Regions from separate parts of the Mus musculus genome. Here regions 2, 3, 4, 5, 6 and 7 are each linked to region 1. The links are chromatin contacts, called in public Hi-C, HiCAR-type, Micro-C and promoter capture Hi-C maps. All regions are on one chromosome and are shown on one strand. The core of a region is the stretch at or near the end of the contact, and the rest is flanking DNA. Distances in the headings are between cores, read along the strand shown.

The links. Promoter capture Hi-C pulls out the DNA fragments that hold promoters and counts their contacts. A called contact is a pair of places that touch in the nucleus more often than the background predicts. HiCAR-type assays count read pairs that join an accessible place to other places.
Region 2: a promoter capture Hi-C map of stem cell-derived epiblast-like cells shows a contact between it and region 1, with 4 times the contacts expected there. The contact joins the promoter of Acyp2 here to the promoter of Stc2 in region 1. A contact is called at or near these places in 4 of 39 promoter capture datasets (the SN4741 cell line, embryonic stem cells, pre-B cells and 1 more), 1 of 484 Hi-C or Micro-C datasets (embryonic stem cells), 2 of 115 datasets of contacts at active chromatin or transcription factors (astrocytes and embryonic stem cells) and 1 of 9 other capture datasets (embryonic stem cells).
Region 3: a contact with region 1 is called in a HiCAR-type map of astrocytes, with 2.4 times the contacts expected there. The contact joins the promoter of Nsg2 here to the promoter of Stc2 in region 1. A contact is called at or near these places in 1 of 39 promoter capture datasets (liver) and 2 of 115 datasets of contacts at active chromatin or transcription factors (astrocytes and embryonic stem cells).
Region 4: a contact with region 1 is called in a Micro-C map of embryonic stem cells, with 7 times the contacts expected there. The contact joins the enhancer-like site here to the promoter of Stc2 in region 1. A contact is called at or near these places in 2 of 39 promoter capture datasets (the SN4741 cell line and embryonic stem cells), 2 of 484 Hi-C or Micro-C datasets (both in embryonic stem cells) and 1 of 115 datasets of contacts at active chromatin or transcription factors (embryonic stem cells).
Region 5: a Micro-C map of embryonic stem cells shows a contact between it and region 1, with 2.4 times the contacts expected there. The contact joins the promoter of 4930524B15Rik here to the promoter of Stc2 in region 1. A contact is called at or near these places in 5 of 39 promoter capture datasets (the 3T3-L1 cell line, the SN4741 cell line, cranial neural crest and 2 more), 12 of 484 Hi-C or Micro-C datasets (cerebellum, cerebral cortex, cortical neurons and 4 more), 5 of 115 datasets of contacts at active chromatin or transcription factors (the NIH/3T3 cell line, astrocytes and embryonic stem cells) and 1 of 9 other capture datasets (embryonic stem cells).
Region 6: a contact with region 1 is called in a Hi-C map of the N1E-115 cell line, with 5 times the contacts expected there. The contact joins the promoter of Psme4 here to the promoter of Stc2 in region 1. A contact is called at or near these places in 1 of 39 promoter capture datasets (the SN4741 cell line), 4 of 484 Hi-C or Micro-C datasets (the N1E-115 cell line, Th1 cells, embryonic stem cells and 1 more) and 5 of 115 datasets of contacts at active chromatin or transcription factors (bone marrow-derived macrophages, embryonic fibroblasts, embryonic stem cells and 2 more).
Region 7: a contact with region 1 is called in a Micro-C map of the HL-1 cell line, with 2.8 times the contacts expected there. The contact joins the enhancer-like site here to the promoter of Stc2 in region 1. A contact is called at or near these places in 4 of 39 promoter capture datasets (the C10 cell line, embryonic stem cells and trophoblast stem cells), 5 of 484 Hi-C or Micro-C datasets (the HL-1 cell line and embryonic stem cells), 1 of 115 datasets of contacts at active chromatin or transcription factors (embryonic stem cells) and 1 of 9 other capture datasets (embryonic stem cells).

The regions. Positions count from the first base shown.
Region 1 is chr11:31,368,730-31,371,413 of GRCm38.p6, reverse strand. It overlaps Stc2 (stanniocalcin 2), which reads left to right and starts at 1,353. Exons shown (of 4, transcript NM_011491.3): 1 at 1,353-1,702. The coding sequence starts at 1,552.
Region 2 is chr11:30,648,010-30,650,693 of GRCm38.p6, reverse strand. It overlaps Acyp2 (acylphosphatase 2, muscle type), which reads left to right and starts at 1,298. Exons shown (of 4, transcript NM_029344.3): 1 at 1,298-1,393. The coding sequence starts at 1,315.
Region 3 is chr11:31,999,081-32,001,764 of GRCm38.p6, reverse strand. Nsg2 (neuron specific gene family member 2) reads right to left here and starts at 1,346. Exons shown (of 5, transcript NM_008741.4): 1 at 1,169-1,346; 2 at 1-34. The coding sequence starts at 13.
Region 4 is chr11:30,749,394-30,752,077 of GRCm38.p6, reverse strand. No RefSeq gene overlaps it. Among named protein-coding and RNA genes, the nearest start is that of Psme4, 21 kb to the left of the region's middle. Within about 2 kb of position 1,382, at least 36 of the 459 cell types and tissues checked have an H3K27ac peak or open chromatin away from gene starts, as enhancers often do. A contact at or near this core is called in the SN4741 cell line and embryonic stem cells, where this site is marked.
Region 5 is chr11:31,964,328-31,967,011 of GRCm38.p6, reverse strand. It overlaps 4930524B15Rik (RIKEN cDNA 4930524B15 gene), which reads right to left and starts at 1,379. Exons shown (of 5, transcript NM_026262.1): 1 at 1,061-1,379. The coding sequence starts at 1,352.
Region 6 is chr11:30,770,416-30,773,099 of GRCm38.p6, reverse strand. Psme4 (proteasome (prosome, macropain) activator subunit 4) reads right to left here and starts at 1,325. Exons shown (of 47, transcript NM_134013.3): 1 at 876-1,325. The coding sequence starts at 1,117.
Region 7 is chr11:30,798,317-30,801,000 of GRCm38.p6, reverse strand. The region is part of intron 3 of Psme4 (proteasome (prosome, macropain) activator subunit 4); the gene reads right to left. Among named protein-coding and RNA genes, the nearest start is that of Psme4, 28 kb to the right of the region's middle. Within about 2 kb of position 1,325, at least 10 of the 459 cell types and tissues checked have an H3K27ac peak or open chromatin away from gene starts, as enhancers often do. A contact at or near this core is called in the HL-1 cell line, where this site is marked.

The DNA of each region.
Region 1 (2,684 bases), core at 104-2,603:
GGAGACGTGAGCGTGCACACGTACACACACAGCAGGGAGGAAAGACGCTCCCGGCAGCGCCCAACTTTCTCCCCGCTTCCTCCAGCAGCGGAGATTGCAGCTGAAGGCGATCTGATTCTCAGGGTGCTTAAGGAGGGGGCTCCAAGAAGAGGAGAAAAAAATAGAAGGTCCCAAGATTTGGGGGGTGGGGTGCTTTAATTTTACATCAGAGGACTGCAGAGTAGAACAAACAAACAAACAAACAAAACCCGTAAGTGGGCCGAGTGGCATTTGGAGAAAATTGAAGACTGTATTTGGAGACGCCTAAAGTTGCCTGTCAAGCTCTGGCCTCTTGGGCACGCGATGGTCTGTGGCCGCCTGACCCAAGGCTGCCTGGGCCTCCAGGCCACCAGCCAGGAAATGATGCAAATGAATTTTCACCTGGTGAAATGAATTGTCACTTGGATCCCTGAAGCCCAGACAGGAATCCGTCTGGACTGGAGGAGGAGCGAGACGAGACGCCCCAGGTGTTATTGGACCCATCAAATTCAGGCAGAAAGTGGGTAAGTCAATCAGGCCAGCAGCTTCCACGCCTGTCCTCAAGCGCCTTTAAATAAAACAAAAACCAAAAAACCCAAAAAACAAAACAAGCGTCAGGACGCTTAGGAATTCCCACCAGAGTTCAATTTGCTCGCACCATCTCTGTGACCAGGTATCTGTCCTAATCTGTTCAGGTCTCCTGGCTGAGAATGTGACTGTGTTCCAAAGAGGAAACTTTCCCAGCTGGATATGAACCCTGGGGACTCTGTCCCTGTGAAGACCGACTTCTCCTGCCCCCCACCCCCCTTTTTTTAGTTTTTAGTTGCAAGTAGAGTTGGCATCCGCTTTAATTTTTCCCCCTCAGTCCATTCGGCCATTGCCCCGGAGCACACGCGCACGCGTCTCGCACACACACACACACACACACACACACACACACACACACACACACACACACCACGCAAACGCGTGCCATTGCCCCGGAGCACACGCGCACGCGTCTCGCACACACACACACACACACACACACACACACACACACACACACACACACACACACACACACACACACACACACACACACACACACACACCACGCAAACGCGTGGCCGCCGCCAGGTCTGCAACTTTGTGGGGCGATCGCGGAGGCGCTCCGCTTCCTCCCGTAGAAGTTGGCGCAGGCCCCGCCTCCCGCTGTGTTGTCAAACGGGCCGGGGTCTCCGATTGGTCCAGCCTCCGGGACAACACCTGCTCGACTCCTTCATTCAAGTGACACCAGAGCTTCCAGGGATATTTGAGGCACCATCCCTGCTATCGCCGGGCACTCGCGGCGCGGCTAACGGCCTGGTCACATGCTCTCCAGAGAGCTACGGGAGGGCGCTGGGTAACCTCTATCCGAGCCGCGGCGAGGAGGAGGGAAGGGGCCAGCGAGGAGGAAGAGTGGGAGGAGGGGGAAGCGGCGGAGGAGGAAGAGGAGGAGGAGGGGCGCACAAAGAATCCAGGTCTCCAGGCGGGAGGGTGATACCCAGAACCATGTGTGCGGAGCGGCTGGGCCAGTTTGTGACCCTGGCTTTGGTGTTTGCCACCTTGGACCCGGCGCAGGGGACGGACTCCACGAACCCTCCGGAAGGTCCCCAAGACAGGAGCTCGCAGCAGAAAGGCCGTCTGTCCCTGCAGAACACAGGTAAACGCGTGCGCCCTGCAGCCCAGAGCTGCCGGGGGAGAACAGGGTGCATGCTCGCGGCGCGCCGGGTGCCTTTAGCCCCAAGCCGGCGACCCGAGCTCACCCCGGGCGGCACAAACTCTCCGTGGCTCGGGACGTGCAGAGGGAAGAGCGAGGCGAAGCGAGGTCTGGCTCGGGCTGCGAGAGCCGGGGATCGGCACGTGCTAGCAGGGTGATGAAATGGCTGAGGCAAGACTTGTTGCTAGCCTTCCCCGGGGCTGAGGGGAACCGAGGCTGTGCCTGACGCTGCTGCCAGCTCCAGCCAGAGTCCCGGGCCCGGAGCAGGGCGCACTTCGTCACGCCTGGCCCGTGCGAAGTACCAAGGGACCCCAGAGCTGGGCTCGCCCTGCACCCAGAACTTCGTTTCCAAGCCGGCCAGCCTGGCATGTACTGTCTCCGTTTTCTCCAAAGATGCCGGACAGCCCAGAACTTTGCTGGCCAGTTAGGAACTTTTCCTTTGGGGGAGGGGGTTCGCAAAGCGTACCTCTGCTGCTGCAGCCATGCTCCTAGCCAAGTCAGCACGGGAAGAACTGTTGACACGATCCGAATCGTGCGCGGCCCTGCTCACCAGCAAGCTGCAGTGCAAAAGCCTGACGTGTGGCACACGGGGCTGGCCTTCTTCCCAGCTCCCGGGAGAGAAAGAAACGTGTCTGCCGCTCGTCTCCTTACGCCCCCACCCCCGCAATTCCTCGGGGGCCGTGTGAAAGCGGCGGCCGTGGCGTGCGTGCGCTCCTTGCCTGAGCCGGAATGCACAAGTGCTGGTCAGGGTTCTCCAAGTGAGTGATCGCTGCCCTGCTCGCGACCACGCGTGGAGTCAGTTCAGCCTCTCACCCCCGCTTGTCTAGGCGCACAATCAAGGGTTCCTCGTCCGCCCTGCCTCCTCTCGGGTTTAGGCACCCCTTCACAAGCACAAGCTCGTTCTCATGCTAGATTTCATCTCATA
Region 2 (2,684 bases), core at 49-2,548, 720 kb after region 1:
ACACAGTCTGTATGGGCAACAAAGCTAGCCAAATCACCACAAGGCACCTTTCAGATTCATCAGCCTGAATGAAAAGATCAAGCCTAACTTTATCTCAGAATCACCACAGATTTGGCACCGTCAGAACATTTCAGAATTGATTCATTGTCTGTCTTAGTTAAGGTTTTTATTGCTGCCATGAAACACAATGACCAAAAAGCAGCTTGGGGGAGGAAAATGTTTATTTGGCTTATACCTCCACAGCACTGTACATATCAGGATAGGGACTCAAACAAGGCAGGAACCTAGAGATGATGTAGAGGCATGGGGGGTGGGGTGGGGGTGGGGACTGGTTACTGACTTGTTCCACATGGCTTACTCAGCCTGCTTTCTTATAGAACCCAGGATCCCTGGACTAGGGATGGCATCACCCACAACTGGCTGGGTTCCACTGCTCCCTCCCCCACCCCCCCATCAATCACTAATTAAGAAAATGCCTTATGGCTAGATCTTATGGAGGCATTTTCTCACTTGAGGTTCTCTCCTCTAAGATTACTCTAGCTTGTGCCAAGACTAGCCAGCACACTGACCAAATACCCTTTGTGCCACTAAGCTAAGCAGGTCCTTCATTTCAAATGTCCACCTCAGGATGTTGGAAATGGGGATATTGTTTCAAGGGCACACATTTTCTTCATATGAAGTGGAGATTATCATATATTTGCACAATGGTGAGTATAGTTAAGAATGATATATATTTAAAATCGTTGAAATCTTAAATGAAATCAGAGATGAAAGTTAATTAGCTTGAATTAATCTCCTTACAGTGTACCCATGGGTATACTATGTATTCTTTACAGTGTACCTATATAAAATCACCTAAAACTTAAAAATTCTTTGACATTTTATCCTTGCATATAATGAATTTTGGTAATTTTCCCCCTATTATCCTTCTCATCTCTACCCACTTAGACTTTACCCGCTCTGTCCTCTCAACAAGTCACCCTCTTATTTTCATCCTTATAGAAAAAACAAAACAAAACCTTTTTTGTGTCAAATAAACGTCGGTGGGTAGATATTAGTTGGTTTAATCCCCTCACATGCCCGACCTCCGTTTTCTTTAGAGAACCGGGTCCTGGGGAACGCAGAGAGGGAGCACCCTGCTAGGGAGCCCGAGCGCCGGGTGTCCCGTCGCCCTCACTGTGTACAACGGTCATCTGCCATCTTCTTACGCATGACCCAGCGCGCTCTTGTCTTGGCTTCTGGGCGTCGGTCCCAGAGCCCATAAGTCTTCCTCCCCTGGCGGCTGTCGCAGTCTCCGCGCCACATACCCAGCTAATGCTGCTCGGGAGAAGGCTGGCCGCCATGACCGAGCTGCTCAAGTCTGTGGACTACGAAGTGTTCGGGACAGTGCAAGGTACGGTCTGACCTGGGATGCCAAGACGAGGCCGTGGGAGGGAGAGGAGGAAGCTTATGCCATCCATTTTAGGGACGGTTCTTCTCACTGAGGCAGCGACTTCCGCTCAGCCATGACACAGCAGCCCGGGGCGGGGAGAACGGGCTAGCGCGGGGCGGAGGGAGGTCACCCTGGGTTCCCGAAGAGGACGCTGCAAGCCTATAGGATGGGGGTGGGGGACGCCTAAGTGCGGCAGAAAAGCAAGGGTACCTGAATGATACTGGGTGATTTACTTTGTCAGAGGTTGTAGCCCCTCTCCAGCTAGCAATTTTTCCTTCCTGGGTTTTGGAGATTGAACCTTATATATTTATGCACAGTCTTACATTTGCGTACTAGATTGCTGAAGTACACTCCCAGGCCATTTAAGTGAAGTTTTAAAATTTTTGTTTGATTATAAGCTTAAATAGATGCATAGAATATAATGTCTGACTTACTTTAAATCTTTATATTTGTAATTTAAAACGTTAAAACATTCTTTTAATTTTTTCTAACGCAACTTGACATAGTAGTGCATGTAGTCCTTATGCAGAAGAAGGTGGATATTTGAGTTCAAGACCAGGCTGGTCTATACACTTGAGAAAATTATCTAATGGCGTATAAATACTGTAACTATTTAATGTATATCATCCATTTAAAAGAAGAAAACTTTTTGAGACTGGAAATGTAGCTCAGTAGAGTGCTTGCTTAATAGTCACCAAGCCCTGGAATGGGTGCTCTGCTCTGTACCAGACCAAGGACGAGCTAGTCCTTATAAGCCTGTAATGCAGGTTCCGGTCTTCAACATAAAAATAATGCCTTTCTTTTTCTTTTTCTTTTTCTTTTTCTTTTTCTTTTTCTTTTTCTTTTTCTTTTTCTTTTTCTTTTTCTTTTTCTTTTTCTTTTTCTTTTTCTTTTTCTTTTTCTTTTTCTTTTTCCTTTTCCTTTTCCTTCTCCTTCTCCTTCTCTTTCTCTTTCTCTTTCTCTTTCTCTTTCTCTTTCTCTTTCTCTTTCTCTTTCTCTTTCTCTTTCTCTTTCTCTTTCTCTTTTCTCTTTCTCTTTCTCTTTCCCTTTCCCTTTTCCTTTTCCTCTTTCTCCTCCTCCTCCTCCTCCTCCTCCTCCTCCTCCTCCTCCTTCTCTTTCTTTTTCTTTTTCTCTTTATTTTTTCTCTTTTTTGGGGGGTGGGGCGGGGGCTTGAGACTCGGTTTCTCTGTATAGCCCTGGCTGTCCTGGAACTCACTTTGTAGACCAGGCTGGCCTCGATCTCAGAAATCCT
Region 3 (2,684 bases), core at 97-2,596, 630 kb before region 1:
TCAGCTTCACCATGCTTCTGCTTTTATTCCAGACCTAAGGCAAGCAGCAGGATTCTGGTTACAGTGGGAATGTGAGGGGCTGAGGACGGTCTGAGACAGCTCAACTGCAGCAGCATTCAACCTGGCAACAGCCATCAATCTCCCACTAGATTTCCTGACATGATTCCCATTGTCCGGGGAAACTTCATTAATCATCAGAATGTGCTAACTGCTCACCGAGTTCACCAACCCTCGAATTAGGGAGCCCCTCCCAAACCCCCAAACCCCCAAACCAAAAAACCCCCAAAACCTCAGACCTTCATTTTTTTTTTAAATGAGCTTAAAAAAAATACCAAGAAACTGTGGCTAACATATCCCTAGAGCCCCACTGGCAAGATTGTTCTTAGCACAAAAGGAAACTCCATTATTCTGGGCCCCCTGCAGTAAGATACATTTCATCTCACCACCCACATCGCTATTTTGCCTTTTCTTCACCAATCTCTAAAACACAATTAAATACAGTCAATCTCTCTCTCAAGACCCCCCTCTCTCTCTCTCTCTCTCTCTCTCTCTCTCTCTCTCTCTTTTACATAATATGTAGATTGTACACGAGACCCAGGTTTCTACATCAGAAAGAGGCTGGCTTGAACCTGATCTCCTTATTCAGCCATGAAATAGCTCCATTTCCTCAATAGCCAGGGCCTTCCTTCCTTCCTTCCTTCCTTTCTTTCTTTCTTTCTTTCTTTCTTTCTTTCTTTCTTTCTTTCTTTCTTTCTTTCTTTCTTTCTTTCTTTCTTTCTTTCTTTCTTTCCTTCTTTCTTTCCTTCCTTCCTTCCTTCCTTCCTTCCTTCCTTCCTTCCTTCCTTCCTTCCTTCCTTCCTTCTTTCTTTCTTTCTTTCTTTCTTTCTTTCTTTCTTTCTTCCTTCCTTTCTTTCTTTTCATGGAAAGTTAGCAGCCCCCATATTGCAAGATTGCCAACTAAATAAACAAATCACATTATTTCCCTCCAGTTCCCTTTGAACTCAAGGATTGATTTCACCGCACCCTCAAAAGCCCTGCACAACTGAATTTCTCCTGTCAATCCGGCTGGTGGGACGTAATTAGACAAACGGAGTTGTGGGGATGACAGGGTGGTAAGGGCTGGGAGGGTGCTGGGGAGTGGTTACAACAAAAACAAATGCCTACTTACTGTGCGGCACTGGTGGGGGTCAGAGCAGAGTCAAGCCAATATGTAGAGGAGGAGGACAAACAGGAGTCCTCCCTCCTCAGCCAGAGCGTGGTGCTGAAAAAAGCAGCCCTCGCGTGCCTGGATCCGGAGCTTCTGAGAACGAGGCGCCAGCGCGCAGAGAAGATCTGGCAGCTGCCAGCCTGCTCGCCAGCTCGCGCCTCCCACCGGGGACGGCTCCCACACCACCTGTCATCTGGCACCACCTGCTGTTTCTCATGCATGGCCACAACCCCTGCATAGGACAAACGTTTTAAAGAAAAGTGGAAGGAATTTTGGTTATTCCAAAAACAGTAATGTGGCTTATAATTTTTTTTACAATAATGTAAAATGCAATTCTTGAGTCTTTGGTGGAAACTGAAAAAGCAGGCACTTTGTTTTTTGTTTTGTTTTGTTTTGTTTTAGGAGAAGGGCTCCCCTCTTGCTAAAGCTTCCCTAACAATACTGTAAAACTCAAAACACCTGCTCTGGGTTAGAAGAGAAAGTAAACTGGTAGTTACTTTCCATTTCCTGTGCTGTTACACCTTTCTGGTCTCTTTCAAGCTACTGCCCTCTTTTGTAAACTGTGGTTTCTAACAAAGACTGGGAAATGGGGTGGCTTGCACTGTGAACACACCTGCATAAACTGCAGACAGTGCATAGACTTGACCTGTCTAAGGTCACAGAACTGGAAAAGGCCAGAACTGGGACTTGATCCCTGACTCTTGTCCCCAAAATCCATATCTAGGTCAAGACGTTAAATAACATCCAGTTTGCTGACCAGAGTAAGAAGGAGTGGAGAGGCAGTGTCAGCCGGACCAAACTGGCTGGGTGGGTCTGACACATTTTCAGCCACTCCCTGAGCCTCTGCTGCCTTGCCTTTGATGGAGGATAACAGCACTTGCAGAATGAGATGGCAGGGAGTACGGGAAGAGAATGTACCCATGGAAACACATCTGACTTGTGAGAGATGCTCTGAACGCCTATTTCAACCACAGGGATGATTGAGCCCACTGCCAGTGACTTCTCCCAGCTGTGGCTCAAATCACTGTTCATCAACAGCTGCAGTACTGACTGAGTGGTTCACTTTGATTTAAAAAATATTTGTTCTGTGTGGAAAAAAAAAAATCACCCTAGCTAGTGTCTATGTGTTACAAGGCACAGAAACGCGTGTGTCTTCTGTATTGTTCGGGCATGAAATGTGTGTAAGGGTTTTTGAGACCATGAAGGCTGTCATCTATCAGCACCACACAGGGCAGTGTTAAATGGTGATGTATATGTGTGAGAGGGAAGTATTCTAAGAAATATTGGTTTTCCTTCCCCTTCTTTCCAAAGACCTAAATGACTGCCAAATTCATGCATGGCACGAGACCAGCACAGTATAGCCAGCAACCACAGGTTCAATTGTGAACATGTATATTTCAGATCCTAACGCTGCTGCCCTAAGAGTCAAAGAAATCCCCTCTGATAGTTCATGGCTGATTGACAAGGAAAAGCCACA
Region 4 (2,684 bases), core at 133-2,632, 620 kb after region 1:
GTTAAAAAAAAAAAAAAGACACTCTGAATTGGCACAACAAAAACTGGTTAAGTTGACCTGCACCTGTAGCTAGGAGTCTACTGTAAAAGCTGCTCTTAAAGGGACCAGCAGCTTCTTGGCTTCTTTGGTCAGGAAGCTGATGGCTGTTTCTCCTACAAAAATCTCTGTGACTGTGATTATTGGGTTCAGCTGGTGACAAGGTGCTCCTCCCTTGATATTACTGATAGAAAAAGGTAAGAAAATTTTGTCTGTGTAGTCTAAATAAGTAAATGTGTGTAGCCACTTTATGTTTGTTTCTGACTGGTCTTAAATGTATAAATATGTTACTGACTTACAAGTTATTGGGTATGGTATAAACTTTGTAACAGTGGTAACAGAAAGTTGGCTTAGAACTGGTAACTCAGGGTTGGAGTCTTTCTGGACAACAACACATGGCATGACCAACCCAGGGAAACAGGTCTCTAAAGGTATCTCTAAATTGGGATAATATTTTATGTAATTCTTGTCCTAGAAGCCAGACTAATAGAAGATAGGATTTGAAACAATGTTTCTTTAATGAGCTTTAAAAGCTGCACCATCATGCATTCATATATAATAACTAGCAGTCAAACTCTGTAACATGAAAATAATGCACTTGGTATTGATTTTAGAGAGACTGGATTGTTTACACAGTTAAAAATCGGTTTTGCTTTCCAAAATTATGGTTATGCTCTGATATTGCAAAAGAAACTTTTAAGAATATATATATATATATATATGTATATATATATATATGTGTGTGTGTGTGTGTGTGAGAGAGAGAGAGAGAGAGAGAGAGAGAGAGAGAGAGAGAGAGAGAAACAAACATGCAGTGGCCACATTCATATATCCAAAACAGACAGGAAAAATGGTCCATACCTTCTGCAATGTTGCAATTCAGGAAGGGGAGGTCCAGTTCTCCACAGTCACAATGGTGCTGTAGCAGGGCCCTAGGTTTTTCAAAGCTTCCCACTGGCCTCAAGCATTGAATTCTTATCAGTCTTGTGGTTCATATATCCAGATACCCCAAGCCAGAAAAACAGGTAAAGCAATAAGAAACAGAGTAAAAACTAGAATGGAAAACATAGAGCCAAACAACAGAAAATATGAGACAGCAACATTTAACAACTGCAGCCCTCTGCTTTACTAGTTCACCAGTCTGATCAAGAGAAAAATTTTTATAGCTTTCTTGTAAAACCAACTAGAGGCTGGGGCTCTCTGAGTTCTTGGTTCTGAGATCCATTCTGGGTCCTTCTAAACCCTAGGCTTTGCTCCCAGTGTCAGGAATTCCTGAGCTCTATTGTGTAACTTAGGCATTGGAATCCTGTCAACAGGCACCATGGGGTCCTCTGGGGCCCAAAGCAGGTCAGAAAAGAAAAGCTTTTGTTGCCCTGATAATTAAGGTCAAAAATCTACCATTGTCTGGATAGCCTTCTGGACTTGGTACAAGTCCCTTTACCATCATAGCTCCTCAATCTCTGACCTTGTCTGGGGTGTTCAAACAAAACACACACACACACACCTCTACCTGTGGAATGTCACATAGCTATGGTTAGATTACAGGTTCAGCTTCCTTTCTCCTGATAGGAACCTGTTAGCACCTGGGATTCCTGAAATGCTTCTCCATGCTAATGAGACATCTTGGTACCTTACACCCAATTACCTTTGCCTATCCATACTCCTACCCCCCCCCCTCCCACAAAATTATAAAACCCTTGAGTCACCTCAAGGAAACTTGATCTGTCTCCCCACAGCTGGTCCCAGTGTGTCATCATTACCATATGTACTCACAGGGTTTCTGAACCGCCCCATCCATTGTCTCCGCTCCATTTACCCTCATGGACTAATATTGCCCAATGAGTCACAGCTGGCGGCACTGGATGAACTCCAATTAACCAAAAATAACCAGTGGGCTCTCTCCTGTAAAAGGAATTTAAGATGTTTGCTACCCAGTATAAAAGACACACAATCCAGGTGTTTTACTTACAAGCTGTAAGCCTAGATTGGGCAGGTTTTGGAGCTACATCTCAGTCAAATGCTCCTTGTTACATACTGTTTCTCCTAACCGTGTGCTCATGGTTCATCTCCTCTCATGGCTGTTTCCTCCCCGTTTTGTCCTCCCTCCTTTCTTTCCTCTTTGTACTTGTAACTCCCAGCCAGGTAACTGAAAATCTGCCCACCTCTATTTACTGCTCAATCAGAGGCTTTAGCCTTTTACTGGCCAAGGTTACAAAGCATCACATGGTGTACTTGAGGATCTTCTCATCAGCGGACAAGCAGGTCTGGGGGTGGGGGTGGGGGTGGGGGTGGGGGTGGGGGTGGGGGTGGGCAGTATTAGCATTTGAATACATAGCAGTACCAGACCAACTCCCTACAGACAATTGCCTTTGTCCTGAACAGGGTGCATAGACCTTGTCAGATCCTCCCCATTCCCAGATCTGGATACGCCATAACCAGAATCCAGAAAGTAGGCAGAAAAATGTCTTAGAAAGTTTACAATGGCTTCCAAAAGAAGGTCTTTATAAAAAAAAAAATGCTTGCTATCGCCTTTTTAGAGCATGGCTGTTCAGTATGGTAGTGGTGGGGTCCCCAGTGCCAAAGAGAAGAGACCAGCTTCAGAATTTGGGTTGGAGTGGTCTTTCTTATCTCCCTATGGTGGGTGCTCC
Region 5 (2,684 bases), core at 130-2,629, 600 kb before region 1:
CTATGATGCCTTTGAAGGGGTGCAGAGTTTCTCTGTGATATTACAGTTACATTAAAATGGAATGTTAAGGACACAACTCTGTGGATATGTAAGAACCATTAACTTGTGTACCATAACTGGGTGAACTGGATACACTATTAATGAAAGCTCAGTAAAATTGCTTTGAAAAGTATAGGTAAAAGGTGTTTCTCTGTGTTGTCCTGGCTGTTCTGGAACTTGCTCTGTAGACTAGGCTGGCCTCAAACTCACAGATCTGCCTGACTCTGACTCTTTAGTGTTGGGATTAAAAGTGTGGGCCACGACTACATCTTCAGATCTTCTGTGTTTTAACAGGATGCTTCAACGTCTCTTAAGAGGTCTGATTGAATATATATCAGGTAATTAGCAATTCATTTTCTATTTTACTGTATGTGTATATGTGTTTTGCTTGTGCACCTTGTAGATGCATGATGCCCAAGGAGGGCAGAAGAGGGCGTCAGATGCCTTGGAACTGGAATTACAATCAGTTATATGTGGGTGCTGAGGTCCAAACCTACATCATATGGAAGAATAACCAGTGCTCTTAACCCGTTGAGCCACCTCTCCAGCTCCTGTAATTAGCAATTTCAATAAATGTCAGTGAAAAATAACCAACAAGCGCGCCAAACTTCCATTTCTCTGAGCGACTGAAGTAGCTACATCCAAGAACTTCTCTCAGGTCTCTAGGTTATCTTAAATATCCTGCAGCCTTTTTACAGGTTACCCACCCCACTAAGTGAGTTAAAGGAATTCTCCTAAACTTATGGCTCCAACACAGACTGGCAGGAGAGAGGAGCCTGGCTGCCTACTGACTAGGATGCTGACAGGAAAGGCTGAGAGGAAAATGACACCGAGGCTGACAGGAAGGCTGACAGAAAGACTGGCAGATGCAAAGGTTGAGACAAAGGAAGACTGACACAAAGGTTGACAGGAAGGCTGACGCGAAGCCTGGCTGACGGAAGCCGCGCGCACAAAATGGCGCGGGAGCTGCCCAGTCAGCAGCAGGCCGCTGACAGGACGATCCCTCCCGCTGCCGTGCCACCTGCTTGCGCTGCTTGCTCCCGGGCCCTGGGCGCTCTCGACCTCCGCTGGAAAGGGGCGGAATCCGGGGTGTCAGTGACCCCGGCCTGGGAGCCAGTGGGCCGCTCTCCTCCCCGGGCCCCGGGCTCCACCGCTGCTTGCTTTGAGGCACAGCGGGCCCCGAGCCCTGGGCCTCGATGGCCGAAACCTCGGAGACCCCTCAGCTGCCACACGCCATGGCGGTGCGAGGCGAAGCGGGTCACGTAGATTAAGCGAGGCCCATCTGGCCTTTGCCCACTGCGGCTGGGCACCATCTCTCGGCCTCCTGTCGGGCAACCTGCGGGACCTCGGAGCCGGCCTGAGCACAGGGCGTGGGGTGTGTGTGTGTGAGGTGTGTGGGGTGGGGTGGGGTGGGGGAGTGTGGATGTGGGGGAGGGGGGACACTTGCGCATGCGGGCTGGGGGAGGGTGGAGAACCGTTGGGGCCAGACCTGTGTGAGGCGAGGACGGGACTGACCTAGAGGCCCCAACTTCACTGAAGAGAGATGGAGTGTGGGTGGGTGAGCTGGAGTCCAGAACACCAGGAGCCTGGGTAGGAAGTTGAGGTGTAGAACACCGAGAAGCTGGGGTTGAGGTAAGGAAGGGATTAAGGACATAAGAGTCCAGGCACCTAGCAGAAGACAGGAGCCTAATGTGGATCTCTGTTAGAAGTTGGGAGGCAAGGAAAGCCCTACTGAAAGGGAAACAGGAAGGACTGTGGTTGTGAGGATGGCCATTCGTCTAGAGAGAGGTTGAATTTCAGGCTATGCATCATTTGGGACTGGGATGTAAGAAAATCAAATATGGTTCTTTTCTATCAAATACTATAAAAATGTGTGTTTAGGACAAGGAATTAAAACATTTTTATCTCCTGTCTTCCACCTTGTAAGACTTTCTTGCAAAATGTTTTAACCCTTTCCGTCCAATAAAACTTTGATTTATGTAAAGCCCCCTGCTCTGTGTGATAACCTGGGGCAATGATCTTCTTGTCCTTGGAGCAGTGAACCCTTCCCCCTTCTCTGTTTTTAATTTTTGTTTTGTTGAGACATGGTTTCTCTATGTTGTAACTTTAATTTTTTTAGGCCTTATTTTTATTTATTTATTTATTTATTTATTTATTTATTTATTTATTTATTTATTTATTTATTTTGAGACAGGGTTTCTCTGTGTAGCCCTGGCTGTCCCGGAACTCACTCTGTAGACCAGGCTGGCCTCGAACTCAGAAATCCACCTGCCTCTGCCTCCCGAGAGTGCTGGGATTAAAGGCGTGCGACATCACACCTGGTTCTTAGGCCTTATTTTTAATGATAGTTCTTAAATGCTTTTGCCTCCCTTCTAGCCTACCACCCACCAGGTAGTAGAAAAGAAAGGATACAGGGGGCGGGGGGGGGGCGGGGAAGTGGACCTGTTTAGACGTGGTTCTTTGGAGAAAATCCTATCTGGGTTGTCGGAAATCAGCAGTTCAGTTCACAGGTCAGCAGCAGCAGCTCAATCCACTCCCAAACACTTTATGGATATACTAGCAGTCCAGTTTGGTAGAGTTGGATAGCAGCAGTGGTGGCACTATCTAGAAGAGACAGCCAGGTCTCATCCTAGACTCTAGTCATC
Region 6 (2,684 bases), core at 76-2,575, 600 kb after region 1:
CATAGAGCAAATGACCTCTCCAAACTTTTTGCTCCATCATTACTTTTCCCCCGTTCTAATTCTAATGACGCTATAATTTGCGGCTAGTGCGTACGGAAAACAAAAGAACTAACCAACTCAAAACCACACAGTCTGGCCAACAAAGCCCGGGATCAACCTAACAGCGCTCTTCACTATTTGCCTTAGAATAAGCGAAGTCGTGACCGAGGAAATGTCACAACAGGAACATACACTTTTCCTAGAATTCTAAGACAACATTCTCAACGTCTACTCAATCCGAGAATGCGCTGACTGTCCATTTGAAACGAATCGTTTCAATTAAATCCAGGAAGCCAGAACAGCAACCCAGACCCCCAAGAAACATAGTAACACAGAAAAACACACCACACACACACACACACACACACAACCTCTTACTGTCCCTACTTCCTACGGTAAGAAGTGTAAAGTGGATCGACGAGGAAGGAAAAACAAAACAAAACAACAACAAAAACAAAAAACAAACAACAAACCCAAAAAAACCACAGAAGCAAGGACAGGAGTCGCTTCCCCAAAGACCGAAGCTCTCTATCCCGCAGCTCCAAGCGCAGAACCCCAGGGAGAACCAATGGGAGCCGCTCGTCCCTATGCCCGGGTACGCCTGTGGCTCCCCAGAGCCTGGCACGTCAAGAGAAAGGACCAGAACGCTGATCGTGAGAGGCGACCGACAGGACCCAGAAGTCCCACGGAAAGCAACGAGGAGACTGGGTCTCCCCGGACTCGGCCGCGCCCCTGGAATCCTGCACCAGGTCAGCGCCGTCTGGACAGAACAGAGTTGAGCAGCACCAGCAGCGCAGACAAAGAGCCCGGCCCGCCGACGGCTTCAGCCCACTTACGTGGAGAGTTTCCGCGTCCAGAAGAGGCCCCCGGGCCACAGCTCTTGGAGCTGCACGGCCCGGCCCAGGTTGCTCTTGATCTGTGCCAGCTGCAAGTCGGACTCGGCGTCCAGCCGCTCGGCATAGGGCAGAAGCTTGTTGTACACGATCTCCTTCTGCGGGACGAAGGCCCGCGGGCCCAGTACCGGCCGCCCGCCAGGCTCGGGGGGCTCCCCGCCGCCCGCCCGCTCCGGAGCCTCCATTAGCCCGGGGCCGCCCCCGGCCCGACCCCCGGCCCCGGCCCCCGCCCCGCTGCGGGCTCAGCCTCGTCCGCGTCGCCTCGCCCTCGGCCCGACCGCTGGGCCCCCCTCCCGCCCCGGCTGCCCGGCGCGCTGCTGGACCCCGCGCGGCACCCGGTTCGTTGGCGGTGGCAGCGGCTGCTCGGCCCGGACCCCTCCGGCTCTTCTGGTGACGCTGCAGCCGCAGCGCCGGGAGGTTCCGGACCGGCCTCAAGTCACTTCCGGGGCGGGGCCACGGAGGCGGGGAGGAGGTAACCTGGCTGCTTTCTTGCAGTCAGCCGAGTTTGGTGTCAGCGACTGGGGTTGCCACGCGAGGCTGCCGGCGAGAAACAAGAGACCCTACTCTGCTCCAGCAGGATCCAGAGACACGGAATCCGACTACCTCTCCACGCTCAGTATCCTCTCTTCTGGGCCAGTTTACGGAAGAGCAGCTTGTATCCCAGCCGGGGGCGGGAGTGTGGACAGCGAAGCAGTATGAGCACAAAGAGTTCTAGGCCAACCTCTGCTTCCTACTGGCAACAGGAGACACTATCTTTAAAAAAACGTGTATGGAAGAATCTGTATACACAATAGTACCCTGTGTTCCTCTGTCCTTTTACCCCCCACCTTTCTGATATTTCCCCGTCCACCCTCCAAAAAAGTTACTCAACAAATATACTTTGTGTGTCATCTTCTCATTTAAGGTCCCTATAGAAAGTTTAAGAACGCCTAGTTCTGCCCTTAAGGACGTAGAGGCCTTTCCTGGCAACAAACTAATAAATTACAAGATAATGCATTGGTAAATACTGGATAAGTACCGAGATACCTGGGAATTCTAAATGAAGGCATATCACCTTCATAGAAGTTATTTTTAAATTAATCTGTAAGGTTGATGGCAATGTTATTTCGATAAAGAAAGGAGGAAGAAATAATTATCAGCTGACAGAAAAGACTGAGGCTGCAAGCTTGCTTTCTGATAACTCAAGATTCAGGCTGGTTAAAGATTGCTTGCCAGAAGGGAGTGAATACATGTATTGAGACTAAGAAGTAAATGCTGGAGAATTGAGATTGATCTTAAAAATAACAAGAAATTTCTAAGAGAGGACATTGTAACATGCGCCTGTCATCCCAGCATTTGGAAACTCAAGAGCAGGAGGGTTGTAGCTTAAAGCCAACCTGAGCTAAACAAAAAAACGAAACAAAACAAACTAACTAACTAACTGAAAAAACAGACAAGGATTACCAGCTGGTCTATGAGTTCTACTAGTGGTTGGCCTCTTTCCTAAGCTGAGTTCCATCCCTAGATCTTCAAGAAAATATTTTACAAAAAAAGTCACCATCTCAAAAGAGAATGTCTAAAAAACAATAAGCCTAAGGGCAGCATAATAAAATTTACTTTTGTTTCTTTTAGTTTTTGTTTTTGGTTTTGTTTTTTTGTTTGTGGTTTTTTGTTTTGTTTTAGTTTTTTTGTTTTTGTTTTTGTTTTGAGACTGGATTTTACTCTGTAGCCATGGCTATTATGAAACTGCTATGTGTTAAGACCTGTGTCTAG
Region 7 (2,684 bases), core at 76-2,575, 570 kb after region 1:
GAATATAGTATTACAGCTTAGTACTTTTTATCATGGCAAATACCTACCCTCTCATAAAGCTATTTTAAAATTAACTGAGATAATATATTGAAAGCTGTTGGGTAGCTCGGAATTATTTATTAGGCATCACAGCAAATATTAACAACTATTAATTCATGCTTTGCAAAAAGCATTGTACGTGCAACTTCACAGAAACAAAAACTTGTGCACCTTTTACTGCTACAGCAATTTTCCTGCCTATCAATCATGAATTTATGATTCAGGATATAATACCCAGATGAGAAATTTCTTTTCATCACCTTACTATTCTGTACAAAAGTGAATTCTTAAGCTCTTGTTCCAGTTTGAGCCTCATGTAAATTTTTCTCTACACTTCAATTTCCTCATGATGGCACTAATGCTCTCTGATTGTTCCAAGGCAGGACAAGAGAGTCAACCATTTCTGTTCCCAGTTACTAAAAAGTGAATTTCAAAGTCATGGAGGCTGTAACCTGACTCTCCTAGTTCTTTATAACTATCAAGATAAGATTAGCTTTTCTTTTATTTTAAAAAAATTTTAAAGAATCATTTATTTATTTTATGTGTATGAATGTTTTGTCTGCATGTATATGTGCATCACTACATGCCTGGTGACTATGGAAGTCAAAAGCTGGAGCTACATACAGATGGTTGTGAGTCACCATTGTAGGTACTAGGAATCAAATCCATGTCCTGTGGAAAAAGAGGCAGTGCTCTTAAACACTGAGTCATGCCCAAGATTCACTTGTAAACCCCCCCCAACACATGACACATTCAAAATAAAAATAATCCCAGAAATATTCATAGATTCAACTGAACTAAAATTTCTGTCAGACTAACTCTATTTGCTTTTTTTAACATATGAATTGGAAAACAACAATAATGGTGCATTCCTTCTTTCCCTGCCTTAAACTCCTAATTAAATAGTATTCTTTTTTCCCCTAACAATGTATTAAGTCAGTTTTACCTTCTTTCTAAATCTAAACAAACTCATCTTTAGCCAATCAAACATTTTTCATTACCCATCTTTCAAATCTCACACCACTCTGTTAAATGTCACTTTTACAGCCATTAAGATTACTTCATCAGTTACACAGAAGAGACACCATCATCACCATGGAGGCAATGGTAGCACTAACTTTTCATTAAAATTAAAGCATTTTTCTAAAATAAATGTTACTGTAATCACCCTTCCTCTCATGTAAATTTAGCATGATTACTTGAACAATCTGAACTATTCTATGTATGTCCCAGGCAGGGGACGGGATACCCAAGGAGGCCTGAAGAGGGCAGCAGATGCCCTAGAGCTGGAGTTACAGGTGCTAAAAGCCTAACTTGGATCTTCTGAAGAAACATATTCTTTTAATTGCTGAGCCCTTTCTCCTCATAATGTTCCTCAAATGCTGTTTTAGAAATCAATGCAATTCAGTGTTTACTGATGAAATAACTGGTGAAAATGACTTACTGACAGTTCATTGGGGGAATGACTTTCTTCATTTTATTAACTATTAAATTTTGGGTCCAGATCATTAATGAGTAATAAGAAACCCCAGAGTAGAATATGTTATTTCCATGTTGTAAACAGGTAAAGGTAAGAATAAAAGACTTATGTGATCATAAATTGCCCTTTGTAAACCAAGTGTATTGACACATGCAATTCCAGCCCTAGGGAAGCAGTAGCAGAGGAACTGTGAGTTTGAGGCCACTGAGCTATATATAGCAAGACCTGTAGTGGAAGGGGTTGATTCCCTAATTGGTTCTTGATTGTGTCAATAAAGGAGGGAAAAGTCACTTGCTGAATGAAGGGAAAAAAAGGTGGGATTTCCAGGTCCTAGGAGGAAGAGAAGGGACACAGAGAAAAAGGATTCAGACCAGGCTTTGGAGCAAGGGGGAAGCTACAGACATGTAGGTCTTGGGGCCCCTAGAGTTTGCAGTCTCCGCCTACACAATGAGTAGGGGCCAAGGAAGATGGAGGGAGCTAGTTTTAAAAAACGGCCAGCTGGCCCTTGCTGGAGCTGAGTGAGACCAGTGGTGACTGATCACAGAGCCTAGCCTGGAGAGTGGCAGGCAGAGCTCCTGGAAAGGCAGAAGTTTGATTTTTAAAAAATTGCACCCAAAAAGACCTGTCTCAAAAAACAAAAACAACAAAAGCAAATGACCCTTTGTTGAATCAATAGAGGAAGCCAGGCTAGGGTAGATATCAGTGGTACAACACTTACTTAGCAAGTCAAATCCCTGGGCTCAATTGCTAACAACCACAAATGGTAATGGGATAGAGATACACAGGTAATCAAAAACTAAGTACCAAGCCAGGTGTGGTGGCAGGACTGTTGGGAGCTGGAGGCCAGCCTAGGCTACACAACAAGACCCTAGTCCTTCCCCCTCAAAAAAAAAAAAAAAAAAAAAGTAAAAAAAAAAAAGTAAAGAAAGGAAAACAATTTTTTCCTACACGCATATACACTATGAAAAATAGTATGCATGGTAGCCTTAAAATATATAGAGGAAAAACACTTAAAAAGGAAAAATACTTAAAATGTCCTTTTACAAGAACATTAAGTTGTGACAAGACATGAATAGGAAACAGGAGTCAAAAATACAATTTTGTATTTTGTACTAAATTAAAAACTCTACTAGGTCAGGTGAGGTGGTGCATTCCTTTGTCCCAG